Linked DNA regions of Mus musculus: region 1 is linked to region 2. Evidence: chromatin contacts called from public Hi-C data. All regions are on one chromosome and are shown on one strand. The core of a region is the stretch at or near the end of the contact, and the rest is flanking DNA. Distances in the headings are between cores, read along the strand shown. Region 1 overlaps Alk (anaplastic lymphoma kinase). Region 2 overlaps Clip4 (CAP-GLY domain containing linker protein family, member 4).

Region 1 (2,723 bases), core at 85-2,584, 130 kb after region 2:
AAAGGGAGTTAATTATAGTTTCTATCCCAAGGGACTCTTTGAAGGATGAAAGCAGATAGTGCGGCTAAGTACTCGTTACAGTGATTGGCCAGCAGTGAGCACTCAACATGCGTTAGTTCTGACCTGCATTTGAAACTCATTCATGGCTGCACCAGGAAGCTGTGATGCAATTTGTGAAAAAATACAAGTTAAACATAACACTTCCAGAAGCAGGGGATGTCTAGACCCATGAACCCAGGATTGCCTGTAGTGTTTGGTGTATATACTTCTCTACACAGACAACAATGAAGAAAGTGCCCCGCTAAGTCTTTCCTGAGGGCAGAAAGATGCTCCAGGAAGGGAGGCTACTGCTATCCATAGTCTTCCTGGATAAAGTAGGGATGCCGAGGACGACAGCCAAAAGTTGAACAGGGGAGAAAAAGCATTTCTGGCATTTTTGGTATGAATGCATGAGGACATAACTCTCAGTTTAACCGAACTCGTTTGGAAGATGCATTTGCGAGGCATCTCACTTGCCGTTTAGGACAAAGGATGCAAAGGGAAACAGGAAACCTAAATATCTCCAGAGGGAACATTTTTTTTTGTTAGACTTTGTATACAGCATACAGCTAAAAGCCTTCCTAACGACGGTGCTGGGGAGTCGAGCTTGCGCAGGTGTGATAAGTTGTGTGCTTTCTATTTGACTGTGCGATTGGGGCGATTTGCGTGACGAGATTTGATCCATGGTTATCTCGCAGTCTCTCGCAGAGAGAGCCTGAGTGGCAGCCTCTATGCTGTAAGTGTGTCAAGGCTTAGGGCAGTGGGAAACACTGCTGTTAGTAAGGGAGATGATAATGGAGAGGAAACCCAGAATTATATCCCTGAAAGAGAATGAATGGTGATGACAATAAGGAGAGAGAACTTGCTTTTCGTCCATTTTTGAAGAAAGGTAAAATTAATTCCAGAAGAGATAATGGCAGTCACACTCGAGGAGGGAGAAGAGGTGGGTGGAGGACAGAAAAAAAGAAAGGAGCCATATTTACTCATGATAGATGTCTGAGCACGACAAAGCCTTTAAACACATTTGAATTAGTGCTGTCCTTCAAAGTTGCCATGAGAGCACGTATCTGTATTCCAGGGATGTTGCCCATGACATGCCGAGCACTGCTCACGCCACGCCGGGCACGGCTCTGGAGATTCTTTTTCCTAGTTCATCTTTGCAGTCTGGTTGTAGAGTGATGGTAATTCCATAATGATGACAGATGATGACGTTACTTCTATCAGTTTACATGGTTGTGAATGGACAGAAGAGATGCCATTCATGGACACACAGCTTCTGGCTGCCAGCCTTTTAATGGGCACATGGCACAGTCACTGAGATACTGCTGCGGCGTGGGAGCAATCTGACTGCAGTTCTTTGGTCTCCACGCTCAGCTCAAGCTCCCAACTCACAGGCGCCGGGGGGAGGGGGGTGGCACACGGTTAAGATCAAAGTCTTTCTCATAAAGTGGTTTTGACAGGACAGTGACCACACACAAAGAAAGCACAGGCACCAGGCGAGTCCCCAAAGAGGGTCTCCCTGTCACAAGAGTAACAAATGCTGTTTTGGTTTTTCTGACAGGACACAGGCGCTGCTTTGAAATATGGAACTCTTTGTGGTCGCGTTTATTATAAAGTGGTCTCGTCTGTTTTGCTAGACACAGGTTGGACAGAAGAGGGGTAACTGGAGGGATTCCAATGGTGAATTCTCAGCTCATTCAGCTGCTGTTTTGAGGTATATAGTCAATTTTTCTCAAGACATATTCTGGCAACATAGATTTATTGAGCTTTTCATGTTAGGCACGCTACTAGGTTCAGAAAGCAGTGGCATATAAGATAGGGACATGATCTCTGCCCTGTGTACCAATTCAAATATTTAAAAAAAAAACCCATTAAAAATGAAAGAAAAGGCACATGTTTGCCTCAAGAGCCTCAAGGACACATTGTGGGCACACAGATAGCCCAGGATGGAGGGAAGACTTCTTTAAACAGTGAGCGAGGAGTGGTATTTACAAGTGTGGATGGCAAAGGAAGAATATTAATGTGCAGAAACTTGAAAATGCAAAAGCTTGAGGTAAGGAGTTTTGGCTTGGTAAGGAACTTTGGCATGGTACCACCGAGTGAGAGGAGTCTAGGCAGAGGAGGAGAATGAATGGTATGAGATACTGAAGCTGAGGTTGGACACATCACACATAACCTTAAAGAAAGGTCTTATTGGAGAACATAGGGAATGCCCTAAAAGCCCCAGGAAGCCAGGGACATGAATAGACTTGTGTTTAAAAGAATTGCTCATGGGCGGTCCAGAGGTTATGGGGAATCTTATCTATGATAGGATCTTTGAAAAGAGTACTTCCTGACTGTACAGGTTGGAGACCCTGGGGGAGCAGAGATGATATAAGGAAGCATGGAGAATAATGTTTCCAACGGCTAAGGTCTATGATGGGGCGCTGACAACGAGGAAGGTGCTGAATGGTGGAGATGTGGGATGAAGGCTGAGGGCATAGACTGCGAATGCCTACCACCGGGGGCTGGGAGAAGGGAGGTGGTTTGCTTCTGTCCTCTGCTCATTTCTCATTTTCTGTTACTTTCTTCCCTAATTGGTTTCTTTCTCTCCTTTAACCTCCCCCTGCCCCCGTTCCACTTTGTGGCAATCCAGGCAGCTGGGGTGGCCTCTCTCCTGGGAGGAGGTCAGAAGAAGTTGCAGG
Region 2 (2,700 bases), core at 143-2,642:
CCAAATGATCACATACGCGTTCTTTATTTGATATTGATTGTAAAAGACCAAACGTGCTGCATGCTCAGGCTACAAGCGTGCGAACTGTGGGCTTGTCTAGCGAACCATGGAACCCCCAGGAATCCCTGCTTTAGAGTATGTCCACCTAGCTCATGCTACTGGAAGTGCAGCCCCGTTGTTTCGGTTGTAGTCTCTCCAGGGACTTGGGTTTCTCACAGCTAGCCCCATAGATACTGCCTTCTAAGACAAGTTCTTCTATTAGCAAACCTAGGTCTTTTCCTTTACTTAGAAGAGGGAGCGGCATCACTGTGTGTTCCGTGTTATCTCTGCCCTTGTTTAATTATTTAATGGGTGTTTGTGGTGTTCTGCTACGTGGACAGTGAGCTGAAGAGAGAGCTGTCCACCTGAGGATTCATGTCTCTCAGTAGCATTCCGTGCTGCTCTCACTGAAGCCCGCTACGTTAGCGACAAGGACGCTTTCTTTTGCATTATAGTCTTAAGATATATTTTGGTGGCGCTCTCCTTGCATGATGGCTAATTCCCTGCAAATCTGAGTTTGTGTGTTTTATTTTTCCTCCCTTAATGTACTACTGCTCTGCAATTATGCCACTGAAACGTTTCTCCCACTTTCCAAATTTTCAAGTTTTTATTTTATAATTTGATCATCTGAGAGCTTAATGATCATGATGATCTTCCATCATCTCGGTCATTTGTGAAAACGCCGAGCCATCCCGACTTTGGGTTCGTATTACCGCACAGCGGTTGTGAATGAAGTGCAGATGCCTTTAAAATGCAATATTCATGTTCTAGGGTATTGGTACGGCATAGAGCTGGAGAAGCCCCACGGGAAGAATGATGGTTCGGTTGGAGGTGTACAGTATTTTAGTTGCTCTCCGAGATATGGAATATTTGCGCCCCCGTCCAGGGTACAGAGGTGAGGAGAAACTGGAGTGTGCATCCATCTGTTTACAGAAACTCTGCAGTTCCCTGTGGCACACAGGTCCCCGATTCCATCTGGAAGATAAGCACAGGCGTTCCTTCAACGGGTTAACTGGCCACCTTCCTTGGAGGGAAGGCTCATGGGAAGCTAAATTTGCCTTGCTGAGGGTTTGCAATTTTAAAAACCTCCTTTCTTCCTCATTTGCAAACCCTATGAGTGTGTGTAGGCTATTAGAAGTGGCGTTTGCAGCTAAGAACAGTGCGAGGAGCAAGCTTAATCCGTCATGCAAACAAAAGTAAAAATGCCCTCTGATTGCTTCAGTCACATCCTAACTACATTAAATTTCCTGCCAGCAGGCACCCATTCACTCTCCCACAAACCTAATGGAACCAAAATGGCTTTTTCCTCTGATTTCCTTAGTTTTCAAAAATAGATAGGCAGTAGCTCTCCGGGGGTGGGGGAAGTGAAGTCTCGGGGGTTTATATGTAACAGACCTCGTGAGTGTTTCCTGGTAAGGCAGTGCGCTTACATGTCACCTCCCTCTGGGTTTTAAAAGCAAGCTTATCCAGAACACAGGTCCTCATGACATTCGGGTGCAATGTGGAGCTGGGAGACAGAGGCTAGAAAAGGGGATTATAATCTCTGGGCAAGATACAACATATGTGGTGTAGTCACTCTCATGACACTGTAACCGTGCTGATGGCCTGGGAGTTCCTACCAGTCCCCCTTTAGCTGGACGCTGAGGGTTTCTGGTCAAATTGAAGTTTTGTTTTTGTTTTTGTTTTTGTTTTTTTCTTTTTAAATCATTTTCTCCCTCAATTTTTTTCTTTTCCTTACATAGCCTCTTGGTGTTAATTCTCTTCGGTTTTGTGTACTTGACACATTATTCTTTACAGCAGCGAGGCCTTTGGCATACAGTACTTTGTAGCTCGTAAGGTCTAAGTGTTGTTTCACTTGATCCTAAGAAGTCCCTGGCCAGGTGAGTTGGGAAATAACCCTAAGTATCATCAACTCTTACCGAGCATTTAATGGCAGGCTGCATCCTGAGCACCCGAGTGGTATACGCCATTGTCCCCTGCACACCCAAGGATCCATGAGCTGCTGTGTTTATTCCCACCTTACAGGTGGGAAAATAGTTTTCCAGAGAAAAAGCAGCAGAGCTGAAGTTGCATCTCTGGGTAATGGAAGAGCTAAGCTTGGCCTGGCTTTGTTAGCTTCCTGACTGCCCTAGGCCCATGTGCTTAGCTGACACCGTCCTCAGAGTTGTCCCTGGATCAGTTACCTAAAGCATCTCATTAGACAGGCCCTGCAATTGTCCCCATTCCACAGAGGAGGAACATCAGGCCCTGACAGCTAATGCCAACTGTATGCTACAGTGAGGATTTGAATCCCTGGCTATCTGGAGTCAGAAGTGAGCTCTTTGCCGTAACCTTGGAGGACTTATTGGGCATCTGTGAGTCTCCTCTGAACCCGTGTCTGGCAGGTGATGGATGCACTATCATGCATTAGTTTGATTTGTCTCCCAGTCACAAGGCCTGGGGTTTATTTCACATTCAGTTACCCAGAGTGCAGGATTGGGCATGTGTCAGGCACAGTGGGTACCAGTGAGCCCCGTTGCCAGTTCTGGGCTTTTTATACAGCGGCAACCTTTTCTCTGCCTTTACTTGTGAAGTCACATTGTTCCTGTAGGTTTCTGTTTTCGCTGCTGTGTTTACAGAGTGCACAGGGCCTCACTCACTGTTTCTTTTGCTTTCTGTTTG

What was found. A called contact is a pair of places that touch in the nucleus more often than the background predicts.
Region 1: a Hi-C map of the N1E-115 cell line shows a contact between it and region 2, with 7 times the contacts expected there. The contact joins two enhancer-like sites. A contact is called at or near these places in 2 of 484 Hi-C or Micro-C datasets (the N1E-115 cell line and cortical neurons) and 1 of 9 other capture datasets (liver).

The regions. Positions count from the first base shown.
Region 1 is chr17:71,961,512-71,964,234 of GRCm38.p6, forward strand. All of the region lies in intron 9 of Alk (anaplastic lymphoma kinase), which reads right to left. Among named protein-coding and RNA genes, the nearest start is that of Gm41613, 170 kb to the right of the region's middle. Within about 2 kb of position 1,335, at least 6 of the 459 cell types and tissues checked have an H3K27ac peak or open chromatin away from gene starts, as enhancers often do. A contact at or near this core is called in the N1E-115 cell line, where this site is marked.
Region 2 is chr17:71,833,374-71,836,073 of GRCm38.p6, forward strand. Clip4 (CAP-GLY domain containing linker protein family, member 4) reads left to right here. Exons shown (of 16, transcript NM_030179.3): 13 at 811-934. Among named protein-coding and RNA genes, the nearest start is that of Gm30140, 52 kb to the left of the region's middle. Within about 2 kb of position 1,393, at least 14 of the 459 cell types and tissues checked have an H3K27ac peak or open chromatin away from gene starts, as enhancers often do. A contact at or near this core is called in the N1E-115 cell line, where this site is marked.